2 separate regions of the Zea mays genome follow, and region 2 is linked to region 1. The links are chromatin contacts, called in public Hi-C maps. All regions are on one chromosome and are shown on one strand. The core of a region is the stretch at or near the end of the contact, and the rest is flanking DNA. Distances in the headings are between cores, read along the strand shown.

What was found. A called contact is a pair of places that touch in the nucleus more often than the background predicts.
Region 2: a Hi-C map of leaf shows a contact between it and region 1, with 6 times the contacts expected there. The contact joins the promoter of LOC103630827 here to the promoter of LOC103630760 in region 1. A contact is called at or near these places in 2 of 25 Hi-C or Micro-C datasets (ear and leaf).

What each region holds. Positions count from the first base shown.
Region 1 is chr1:3,366,264-3,372,717 of Zm-B73-REFERENCE-NAM-5.0, reverse strand. LOC103630760 (mitochondrial import inner membrane translocase subunit TIM23-2) reads left to right here and starts at 3,317. Exons shown (of 1, transcript XM_008651827.4): 1 at 3,317-4,382. The coding sequence starts at 3,451. The coding sequence ends at 4,050. It overlaps LOC100284135 (early nodulin-like protein 1), which reads right to left and starts at 2,411. Exons shown (of 2, transcript NM_001157032.2): 1 at 2,156-2,411; 2 at 1,506-2,067. The coding sequence starts at 2,360. The coding sequence ends at 1,664. LOC100381824 reads left to right here. Exons shown (of 7, transcript NM_001361544.1): 6 at 1-264; 7 at 534-1,045. The coding sequence ends at 932.
Region 2 is chr1:3,530,941-3,537,395 of Zm-B73-REFERENCE-NAM-5.0, reverse strand. It overlaps LOC103630827 (mitochondrial inner membrane protein OXA1-like), which reads right to left and starts at 1,966. Exons shown (of 9, transcript XM_020544918.3): 1 at 1,322-1,966; 2 at 1,132-1,222; 3 at 149-193; 4 at 1-40. The coding sequence starts at 1,947.

The sequences.
Region 1 (6,454 bases), core at 2,068-4,567:
TCAGCTGCTGTTGTTAAGGGACTGTTCCAAGTGATGGAGGACGACGAAAGTGACGACAGTGTTGCTAGAGCCGTGCTAGTGGTGGAACAAATAATGGGCACAGGTGGTGGGTGGCAGGACCAAATTGGGGGCCTATATCCTGGGATCAAGTGCACCCAGAGTTTTCCAGGACAACCGTTACGGTTGCAAGTTGTTCCAGTGCTGACCACTCCTCAGCTGATCCAGGAATTAGAAGAACGTCTCCTGATTGTATTCACTGGCCAAGTAAGTTCATCATTTCTGCTTGAAGCATAAAATTCATTTTTTTACTCCATTGCTTGTGACCCTGCACGCGCTATATCTAGAAGTGAATGAACTAAAGCACTAATATGTCCATCTTTCTCAAACTTGTATCTAGCATAATGAGGTCCTAGGTATTAGGCATCCACAATTGCTGTTTTCATTGATGGTGGCCACGATGTCCATGTGCCGTTATGATTGTTGTTTAACGTCTTCGACAATATTGCTGTTCCTCCCTAAACAAATCTGTATAGGTAAGGCTCGCCCACCAAGTCCTGCAGAAAGTCGTGACTCGGTACCTCCGCCGCGACAGCATCCTGATATCCAGCATCAAGAGGCTAGCGGAACTAGCCAAGATCGGGAGAGAGGCGCTGATGAACGGTGAGCTGGACGAGCTCGGCGGCATCCTGCTGGAGGCCTGGAGGTTGCACCAGGAGCTGGACCCTTTCTGCAGCAACAGGCCCGTGGACGAGCTGTTCGCCTTCGCCGACCCTTACTGCTGCGGGTACAAACTGGTCGGAGCTGGTGGCGGTGGCTTCGCGTTGCTGCTTGCCAAGAACCCGAGCTGCGCCAGAGAGCTTCGACGGGCGCTTGAAGAGTCCGACACCTTCGATGTGAAGGTGTACGATTGGAACGTCGCCATGCCACGGTGAAGAGTAGCTGGCTCAAAGGGATTGTGTACACTGTATTGCTACCATAGACGCTGTTATCATTTTTTGTGTGTCAGACGACCTAGGGTGGTGGGGTGGTTGTGTGACTCTGATCCAAAAGTCGGCTGTTATCAAGTGAGCAGGCTGTCGGTTTGGTTGGCTTTTCCAACGCGGTCATGCCAAAAAAATCGCTGATCCAATGTCTCGTCAAACAGTTCCCGTTTCGTCCAGGCGGACGGCGGACACCACAGCAGGGTACTACGGTACTGTTGCCGGATCGATGGCGATAGTAGGTGTCGTTGTCGTCAACTCCTCCGGCCAAACCCGTCCTTTTTTTTGTGTGTGTGTACACCGACACGATTCAGCACCTGTTCTAGTGGTCGTTCTGTTGTCCACCGCCACGCCACCGCGTGTGGGCTCATGTGCCTCACCAGCTTACAGCCTAGCTGGTACTAGTATAGCTACTGGTCCATGGCCATGCATCCGCTTAGCTGATCCGATCGTCGCAAGGAGATTTGATTGAAGGAATTTAATTAATGGAAAGAGACAGTAGCAGTAGAAGCCAACAGAAAAAAAGAAAGCAAATGGAGATCCAATCTCCCTCCGATCATGCATTCAATTCAATTTTCAGCCAAGAAAGAACTGTTCTCACTCTCGTTCCACAGCACACACAAAAAATGGAGATCTCAAAACTAGCGAGATAGAGGTAGCTAATCAGCTACTGTACCGCACAGTCAGAGGAGGAGGATCTGGAGCGCGAAGGAGAGTGCGACGACGGATCCAGCGGCGGCGGCGGCGCGGGGCGCGGGCGAGGCGTTGCCCCCCTGTGGCGCGGCGGCGGCAGCGGACGCGAACCCGGCGGGCGGGTCGGCGGCGGGGGTGGGCGCGAGCGCGGCGAGGTCGGTGGCGGAGGGCTGGAGGTAGGTGCCGTTGGGCAAGGGCACGTCGACCCAGAGCTTCTGGCCCCTGCGGCAGTGACCCGGCGCGCCGCTGGCGTAGTAGGCGCGGCCGGGCGCGGTGAGGTTGAATAAGGAGTTGCCGTCGGCGAGCCTGGCCACGGGGCGCGACAGGTCGCAGGACGCGAAGGCCGCCGGCGCCAGCTGCAGCACCGAGTCCTGGCTCGGCGGGTACAGGAACCCTGCGGGGGGAGGGGAGGGGAGGTTGCGTGAGTGAGTGAGGCGGCGGCGGAGATGGACGGTGGCGGGGGAATGGGATGCGGTGCTTACAGATGGAGTCGCCGAGCGCGAAGTGGATGGACTTGGCCCAGCGCTTGTAGACGTCGGGCTTGGACGGCGGCGGCACGCCCCAGGCGTCCAGGTCGCCTACCTTGTACACGGCGCCCGCGCAGACGCCCACCAGTAGCAGGAGCAGGAGCAGCACCACCACAGCCGCCGACGCAGATGCCGATGCCGCCCGCGCACGCATCCTCATCCTGTGCTCGTGGGCTTTGCTTCGCAAAACCTGCCCTGCTTGCTGCTTTGTGCTTGCGGGCAGGCTTGTGTTGGCTTTATTTATCTATACTATGAGAGGCTGGTAGAGGTAGAGTGCAGAAAGTGTGCGACTCCATGCCCCGCGTCGCGGCTCGGACCATGTGTTCCGGCCGCAATCTCCGGTACTGCCTACCGCCGCCGTCTCCTTAATCACGTCGGCGGACGGCTTTGGTTCCAGTATAGACGGCCGTGGGCCACTGGGCCGTGGGCTGCTGGGCAGTGCAAGTGCAAGTGGAGTTCAGTCCAGGGCGCGGCACGTGGGACTGTAGGAGCGACCACGTGAACAGAAGCAGAGGCCGAGGGGGTGGGGGCAGCTGCTCGTGCGGTGCCGGTGCGTAGTGGTGGACAAAAAAAACCCAAATACCTATTATCTAAATCCGAACTACCCAAATCCGTATTCAATCTACCCAAACCCTAATAGCAGCTTCCGTTTCTAAATGGAAAGGTGTTTTTTTTATCATGAAAAGGGCTTGTAAAAAACCCTAATATATTGTATTAGATGAAATCTGATTGGGTAAATCGGAATTATCTTAACATGAATCCGAATTTTCGGATACCCACTTATTTTGGATACATTTCAGTCCACTGTAGACCAGCACTCACTGTTCATAGTTCCAGGGCTCCAGGCCAGTTCGTGCAGCCTCCCCACTCCCCAGTCCCCAGCTCCAGACGCCCGGCCTGTCCGTCTCAGTCACACTGGGGACTATTTTTTTTTAAAAATAATATTAATAATATCTCATGCAGCGTCCTCGTTCTCGCTCATTTGGGCCCAACTATTATAACGCAGGCCTCCAAATATCCGAGAAGTCCGGCCCATAGTCCCTCTCAGACCATTGGTCGAAGCTGTTGGTCGGCGGCGCCAGAAATATCAGACGCGAGGGGGGACCTCTTCGCAAAATATATAGCCCGCACCGAGGCCAAGCCTGCCGTGCCGTGCCGTGCCGTGCGCGACCCAAACCCTGTGCAGTGCTCCCATCGGATTCTTGCCTCCCACGCCGCCGCCGCCGCCGCCGCCACCGCCGGATTCCGCGATGGCCGACCCGCGGCCGTACTCCACGATGTACGGGACCGACGACCGACGCGACGCCGCCATCCCGGCCTCCGCCTCCGAGCGCCGCCTTTACAACCCGTACCAGGACCTCAACATGCCCTACCGGCAGCTCTACGACCTCCCCACCTCCCCGGAGTTCCTCTTCCAGGAGGAGGCGGCCGCGCAGCGCCGGTCCTGGGGCGAGAACCTCACCTACTACACGGGCGTCGGCTACCTCGGCGGCGCCGTGGCTGGGGCCACGCTGGGGCTCCGCGACGCCGCCCGCGGCGCCGAGCCCGGCGAGCCCGCCAAGATCCGCGCCAACCGCGTCCTCAACTCCTGCGGCTCCTCGGGCCGCCGCGTCGGTAACACGCTCGGGGTCATCGGCCTCATGTACGCCGGGATCGAGAGCGCCATGGTCGCCGCGCGCGACCGCGACGACTGGATCAACAGCGTCGCGGCCGGCCTAGGCACCGGCGCGCTCTTCCGGGCCGCCAACGGGCCGCGCTCGGCGGTCGTCGCCGGGGCCGTTGGTGGCGTTCTAGCTGGCGCCGCCGCGGCCGCCAAGCAGGTTGGGAAGAGATACGTCCCTGCGCTCTGAATCCCATTGCGGTACTCTCCCTGCTCTTGCTGCCGTGATCAAAGTCAAAACCAATTCGTCGCTTGGATGTCGTTTCTTTAATTATTTGGGAGGAGGCATGTTCTTCTCAACACTCCTATATATTGTTGACAGCCATATGCTTGTACTACTTATGTCAACGATCTGCTCTCATCAGATCACGAAAGTTTTGATCTGCCTTGCAATGTAACATTAGCTGCTAGCTGGTAGCGACACAGTAATACTGCCTTTTGCATTATGCTGGAGAATTCATGACATTGTGAAATGTGTCGCTAGATTGTCGCCAGTGTTCTATCACTATGTTTTTTGCCTTATATCACTTGGTGTATGCTTTTATGGCAGACACGAGTAAGTATAAAAGTGGGGCTGTATCAAGAGACTATAGAGTCCAAAGATTTTAGACCTGATATAACTTGGGCAGTACTACACATAACAATGGAGATAGTTTGGAATGTCAAATAGTGTTAGAAGGGATACCTTTGGGTATGCAGTATGCTACAGAGAGATAGGACACTAATGAAGATATTAGCTATAAAATCAAAACAGAGTGGACAGTGGAGTAAGTGGTGCTAAGCATCTCACAAGCGAAAACACAAGTTTTATATGACGACGATTAAACTACATGGTCAGTAGATAATGTTGCCAAAATACGATTATTGTGTTCTACTTGTCGCCATCCAATAAGGTTCTGATTTCTGAACGATGATGGTTTGGATATGTTAAACAGAGACCTTCAGATGCACCAATGCGTAGTAGCGTAGTAGGATTCTAAGACACGATGCTATAGGGAAGAGAGGCATCGAAATGTCGAAGATGGCATAGGAAGAGACAATAAAAGAAGACTTGAAAGGATATAATATATCCAAAGATTTAGTTTTAGTAGCTAATGAAAAGCAATTATGACAGGATATCATCCAAAAGCGATTCATATGACCAGTTTTCAGCCTGACTTTTCTAGCTCAGCCTTCGTGTATCCTATTCCTGGTCCTCTGAACATGATAAACAGCGACCATGTTCATACTGTTTATAACATCCCGGTCACAGGCTATCGTTCATAAGTGTTTCATATTGATAAATATGATCTTCATTTCGTATCCGGACCTTTCTAGTTGGCCTTGTGCCTACAGCCTTCCTGATCTCTGAATATGATCAGGTGATTCTTATTGAATTATATGATCTTTTATTGTTAATTTTGGTTATTGGCCATTCTGAATAAAGCTGTGTATCCTGATGGTCTGAGGCCATGTTTAAATGCACTAAAGCTAATAGTTGAAGTTATTCAAATAGTCTAGCTAATAGTTATTTTTAGTAAATTAGCTAATAGTTAGCTAGCTAATTTCAATATAAATTTTTTAGTCAACTAACTATTAGATATTAGCTTCAGTGCATCAAACACCCCCTTGATATGATAAAACAGTGATGCGATTTTCATATGATATCCCAGTATCTGCGTCTTGCTTCAGGTTGAGAAACCTATTGGGTTGGACTTAGTTGTGAGGTGCTGTTGCATATGAGCTTTATTTGTATAAAATAGTCATGTGATTTTCATATGATTTATCTGTATCTGAATTTTCTGATTCCATTGGTTTGGAATTGAGTTGTGGGGTGCTGTTGCATATGAGCTTTTTCCTCGAGTCACTGTATCAATGTTTAAGGTGTCTGAGCTTTATCATCTGAATTTTCTTGTGTATGCATGCAAGTGCTCTTTGTGATCAAACCAGTTCACCATTGCACCTATGCGAACTTTGATGGCTTGTTTGAGATAGGGCTGGATAAAATAATCATATTTCGTAAGCTCACTTGACTCGTGGTCGATTCGGTTCGACCTGGCTCGTTTCAATTTTGTAATGACTAATGAGCTAAGTTAAGCATCTCAGCTCGGTTTGTTAACGAGCCAGCTCGAGTCGAGCTCGTTAGCTCGAATGAGCAATCATTTGTCGGAAAAATAAAGCTCACACTTGTGTTGGATGAACTAATAAGTGATAAACTTTGTTAATTTGGTTTGACGCGGTATGAACTAGTAACTGATTATATTGTTTTATATATAGTATATATATATATTTGGTTCGCAAGCTAAACAAGTCAGCTCGAGATTATAAACGAGCCAAGCCAATTCTTTAGCTTGGTTTCTTAACAAGCCGAGCCAAGCTAACTCATTATCTTAACGAGCCAACTCGACCGAGCCAAGTCGAGTTGGCTCAATATCCAGCCCTAGTTTGAGAGCAAAAGGATTGATGGGGCTAGCAATCTAGCATCCTCAATTTCCTCCCCTTGCTTCCAAACAACACTGAAACTGTGGTCGAGTGCTTCACGGATCATGATTCTTATAACTGGAGCCATGTCATCAGAAAAATTTTAAAAGCTACCATGAGATGCCTACTGCAAA
Region 2 (6,455 bases), core at 717-3,216, 170 kb before region 1:
GTTTCTGTTTCCCCACTTCCATTGACCTTGGATCAGTTGACTGCAAAACATAAATAATAAAATAGAATGTGATTATCAGCATACCAAATAAATGCTAAGCGGATTCCATATAAACTAAAATGTGAACTAAACAAACTAGCAAACTTACATTTCGCATCTCTTCATTGATGGCTTCAATTTCTGGTCTCATCTCCTGTATCATATAACAACGATATAAAAGTTGTAGAAATTGACTTAGATGTGAATAGTGTTGGAGGCAAGAACACTAAGACACTTTGCAGTGTATAGATGTTGAAGGGAAAATTTCAAAATTAGAAATCACATGTCCAAAGCAACAAGCCTTAAAGGTCTGTCCATATCAAGGGTTTGATATGAGTTTTTCTATGTGACTATACTAAAGCTTTGAACCATACAGAAACATAGGCATCTTACTTCAAACCAAAATTTCTGATTTCTGCATTCAAATTACACAAAAATAGCATGCATCCATACAACCTGCAAGGTGTTGTAAGGGCCTGTTATCAGCTCCCGGTACTGCTGAATCACTGGGGGGGGTGCGCTGATTCTGTGGCTGAAAGTGGTTCTCTAGAGAATAAACTCTATGGAGAACATGGTTCTATGTTGCAGAGTTCATTCAGATAATCAATTGACATAATCATCATAATCAATTGACATAATCATCTGAGAGTCATTTTCTGTAAAGTACAGGTTGGCAGATTTCCCTGGAGTGGAACCAGCCTGGGAACTGCTCTAAGAACTCTGCCAAGCAGGCCATAAATTTTTAGCATCCAGATCACTAGAAGTTGCACATAAAGATTGTAATCTTTCGCTTAACCAAACTCAGTGTATTAGTAGGGGAAGCAGTGAGTAGCGACTCCCAAGCAGAGCCAGATGATGGGAGACCTATGTCCAGTTAGAATGGCGGGGAAATCCTGACCATAGCATCTTTATGCTTTAGCAGTGTCACAAGTTTCGAGTTTGAAAATTTTAAAAAGCTTAGGTTCAAATTTGACAACTCCTATGCGTTTGGGCACCCCCATAGTCTCATGCAGTAATGCCTGGACCAGTAACAAACACGCTTAAAGACAAAGGATTAGGCAGCAAAAGAAGGTGGTAAAGTAGACGCATTACATTTAACTTCATCATGGACTTCATCTGGTTGATCAGCAGCGGGACAGTCGCCAGCCGGATCATCAACGTCGTCAGCGCAATAGTCGCCCACCTGTTGATGACCGGAGCAGGAATACAAGAATTTACATCACACAGGAAACGAAACCGAAACAGAAACCTCGCGAAGGCCCGAAGGCATACCATACCATACCAGTTGAGGCCGGTGAAGGATTGAACGGCGTCCAGCAGGTGCTGCAGCGCCGCGACGGGTGGAAATGATTCGGCCGCGGCGGCAGCGACCTCCCCGGGGTACGGCAACGGCGGCGTGGAGACGGACGCGGCAGCTGACGCCACCCCATCGGAGAGCAGCTCCGACACAGGGGCCGCGGCGGCGGAGTCCGACAAGACCTCCGAGTCGGGGGCCGGGGCGGAGGAGTAGCGGTGGGCCGCGAGGTGGAGAGCGAAAGGGAGGGGGAAGGGGGCCAGGGCCCGGGATCTCGACGGCCGAGGAAGCGCGGAGGGGAACGGTGGTGCGGGTTGCTGCGACGATTGGGGCCGAGGCTGCGGCACGGGGGAGGGGGAGGGAGCGGGGTCGGAGTGCTCGTGGTGGGAAGGAACGCGTTGCGAGATAGAGGGGTAGAGGCGGCCGGAGAAGTGGTGTGACAGGCTGGTGGCGAGGCTCCTCCGCGCGGAGAAAGCCATGGCGGCGGCGGGGAGATCGCGAGGCGGTGGTGAGATCGGGAGGCACGGAGTGGTGTGGTGGTGAGGGGAGAAGAGAGGGTTCAACGAACCTGAGTTGAGACGGAGAGAATGTCCGGCCCAATATGCTGCTGGCATCTCGGCTCTACACCAATTGAGGGACGACTCGAGCAAGATGGGCCTCCAGAAAAAAAAACAAGGCCTCCGGATATCCCTCCCAAAAAAGGAACAATTGGATCTATACCATTAAAAGATCCAAACTTTAGATATATACCATGGACCTCACATGTCATTGACTCATGTGGACCCACATGTAAGTGAGATAGTAATGGTATGGATCCAAAGTGGTGATCTTTTAATGGTATGGATCCAAATTTCCCATAAAAAAACATTCAAGGCCTCTGGGCCCGTCGTCTCTCCATTGAAGAACGGCGTCCTCATCCTCAACCCCGTGGCGAAGGCAGCATGAATTGATCGTCGTCGTCGCTCACAGTCACAGTTCACAGGGCCATGCCCATGCAGCAGTGCACTGCTTCGGGGAACCCTGCAGCACTGTTCGATCTCGCGCGTGCTGGTCGATCACTGCAGCTAGCAGCAGAGGCGACGCCATCCCTTCCTGTCGCCCCTCTCGATCTCTCTCTCTGCATTCCATAATCCATTCGCTCCATGTCCTGTCTCTCGGAGAGTCGGAGCAGCCAACTGATCAAAAAGGAACTCCGACGCTTGTCGTAACGAGACAAAGCCGAGGAAGGAGAAGGATCCCCTCCTCGACCTGTCACACACATCATCGCATCACTGACTCCTGTACCTTGAGCTCTACTACAGCTAGCCGCGCGCGCCCGTGGCGTGGTGCAATCACTGAATGCTTTATACACACACGCCTTGCACTGTGCAGCTGCAGGCATGCAAAGGCAACAATGCAATGCATGCGCTCCCATACACAGTTACACTGCTGCACAGTGCGAGCTGAGACCTCCCAGGCATTTGCCTGCCACAGACAAGCAATCCCAACCTCAGGCGACCAAATTTGAACGCCTGGGATCCCTCCAAACCAAACAGTTCCTGCATGCATGGGCCGGAACCGAACGAGCGAGAAGCTGAAGCTCTGCAATGCATGCATGCCGTCTGCTGGGTCGCTCGAGGCTATTAGCTGTACATATACATATAGTGCGTCTTGTCTCATCTCAAGATCAGTCAGACTCATGTACAGGAAGGGTCGAAGGGAGCTCATGCTCACGTACAGAAGTTCATGCTCTCTGTCTGTGTTTCCTTGCCCGTCTGCAGAGTGCAGGTGCATGCATTGCTGATGGACTTGGCTCATTCCCCTTGTGCTTGTGCATGCTTATCCTTGTTCCCTGCACAGGCTACCGAAACATCTTCGATGACTTCAAAATGGTACCACATGTCGACCGGCTTTTTGGGCGATGGACCACCACGTACTATACTATACAGTCAAATCGGCCGAACAGATTATTATCTACTGTTTGTTTACCTCTAGATTATATAATCTAGCTTAAATAAGTTGAGGGTTAAACGAACAACACAGATTATTATGTGTATTATGTAATCTACGTACCTACATTATAATAATCCATAAGTTAGATTATATAATCATGAAATGAAACAAACAGGACCATATCATATCGAGATATTTCAAACACGATGCAATTACGGAATACAGGACCTGTAAGCTCCCAGGCAAACATGACAGGGGTTAGAGGGTGTTTGTTTAGAATTATGATCTGTCCTGATTATAATTCCAAACAAACATCTCCTTAGTCTGGGCACTATTTTCTTTTATCTATTCCTTACGGTGACGACTCGAGGTATTAATTTGGTGACTCTTGATGGAGTTCAACTACTACTATTGCTATTCAAAGTTTCAAACATAGCATAGACGACCTAGATATATAGAGTAAGAAGCTAGGGTGTAGATGCTCCATGGGAATCAGGAGGCGCTTAGAACAAGATTGACCATTCTTCCCTCAGATTGTTTTCACCATGCATGGCTAGCTAGCTAGGCACCATGGATGCGTCGTCGACCAAAGCAAGAGAGGACAAACTAGGTAGTACAGAGAGAGACGTTAGTTGTCCAGTAGTTTACGTATATGTTGACGAAATGGCGCCTTTTGCTGCTGGAAACTGGTACGTACGCGCGCGAATCTTGCAGTTTTGTTTTGTTTTGTTTTGTGCAATGCCATGGGCCTTTTGCCAATTATTAGCGGACCACTGCCTCTGACTCAGCCTTTTTTAAATAGCTGTGCAGGTTGCAACAACCAGACAGCAGTCGCAGCACGGCTGTTTTTGTCAGTTACGGGTTAAATTTATGATGGTCCAGCTGTACCAAGTCTTTGATTCCCGCCTTCTAAACTTTAGAGCTTGTTTGAGAGCCAGAGAGCTAGAGTAATAAAGGGCATTAAGAGGTCAAAATATCTTACTATTCAATTTGAAACAGTAAGGGATTTTGGTCTCCTAGATCCCCTCGGATACCCTTGGCACTAAACGAGCCCTTAGTGACTAAAGTTTAGTCATTTTTAGTTCTTTATATTAGTTTAGTGACTAAAGGTTAGTTTGGAGACTAAAAGTATCCAGAACGTATGTAAGAAGCGTTTGGTTCGAGGATGGAGCAACTCCGTTCAACAGATTTTGATGGTTCAACATCTGAGCACAATATTTCTTCTTGAGAGCCACTCTAGCCTATAAAAAACAATCCAAACAATAACAAATTAGAAGTTAGACGACTTTGTCCTATCGTACCCTGAAACCAAACAGTACCTTAAAATGTCCTTACCATTTTCTCGCCATCAGTGCAAAATTAAATAAATGAGGGAGACTGAAGGTATGAATCCAACCCGAGAGAGTAGTGCAAAATCAAAACAGTGCCTTTAAACGGTTGCTGCTGACTTCTTTAGAAAGCTAGTAGTGCTGGTATACCAACCTGAGAGAGAGCATATATATGCAGAGACTGGCATAAAACAAGCAAGCAGCAGGCGAGCCGCCACATGGTAGAACATCGATGGTGGCTGCAAGGCCAATTCATCATCAGTTTGCAGCAGCACGAGTAAACTGGCTAGTAACATGCACGCATGTGGCCGTGTTAGTTGAACTGCACGTACTACTGTTATGCAGATGATTAAGCAGCAAATTGATGGAAGGACCAATGATTAATTAGATACGTTTCTCCCCTGGCCTATCTCAGATCGATCTGGACAATGACAAGAAGCTGGTCATGCATGATGCGTGCTTCATTTCCGAAGCACCAAGCCAAGACGGAGACAAGATTTGTATTCGTTCAGAGCGCACGCCTGTGCATGCATGCATCATGACAAGCTGACCGCTGACGACGCATGCAGAATCAAAGGAAAAGCTTACCTGACGATCAGGTGTGCTAAGTACACTACGTACTGGCCAAATAGACTTCCCAGCTGATTATTCTCTCATCTCACTCCATCTGTCTCTATCCGCTAGCTGTGAGGACTGAGGTACACGGAATTAATCAAAGTAGTACGTCCAACGATCAATCTAACAGTATTCATTACGCGCACATAACAAAAGCCTAAACATATTTATATTTATATATTTTTATCAAACTGACGAAGAAGCGTGACTCAAGAAAACAAGGGACGACAGCACTTGAATCTTGAACAGTTAGACAGAGAAGGGTAAGAGTAGCATCCGTGCATGGCCGGCCGGTCGACCTAGCACTAGCTAGTCTGCTAGTACGTAGTAGTAGTAGTAGCCAGCAGTAGCAAGGAGAGATCACGCGGATCAGATGGCATCTATCGTGCGCATCGCATGTGATCCCATCTCTGATCGATGCCGCGGTTCGGTGATCAATTCAACGTCTAGCTAGCTAGCTACTAGAGATCATGCATGCAGTGGCCTACGCGGGTGTGTACAGTAATGTGCTTGTTGTATGCATGTGATGATGACATAGTTTCTTTTAATTTGCTGAAATGTCAAATGACTCAAGTCATTCCGGATGGGTGACCACATATAGGATTTTGAGACAAACTTTGAATGATAGACTGTTCGTTTCGGATTAAATCTAGCTGTTCAGACTGCTGCACTTACAATTCATAAAAACAAAACATCGTCGAAACTGTAGAAACCGTCTGGGACAATAAGGCTAGTGTTCTTGTAGGCCGAGGATAAGAGAGGCCACCTGTTCACGTAGCCTACATGTAGGGTGGTCTGGTCACACACATAGACATACACACACATTAGTGATCATGTAGCTAACACTAAGGGCTAGTTTGGAAGTCCAAAACCCGGAGGGAATTGGAGGGGCTAAAATCCCTTTCTTATTCAAAATTGAATAAGGAGAGGATTTTAGCCCCTCTAATCCCCTCCGGGTTTGAGGCTCCCAAACTAGCACTAAGTAATAATACTCCTACTACTGTGTTTATATATACTTACTATTACTGGTCTACCACCGTAGTAGTACGTACTACCTCATTATCTAATGCTAGCTTATTAGCTGGGTTGTTGTCGTAGCTTAATTAATCAGAAAAGCTTTGTTAATTGTTGTTAGCTCAGTTGGTGCCTTGTTGACCCATCTTTGACAAAACGCGTACTAGTAGAGCACACGTGGAGCCGGATTAACTGCATAATAATTTATATCTACTACTTGTAATATGCGTGCA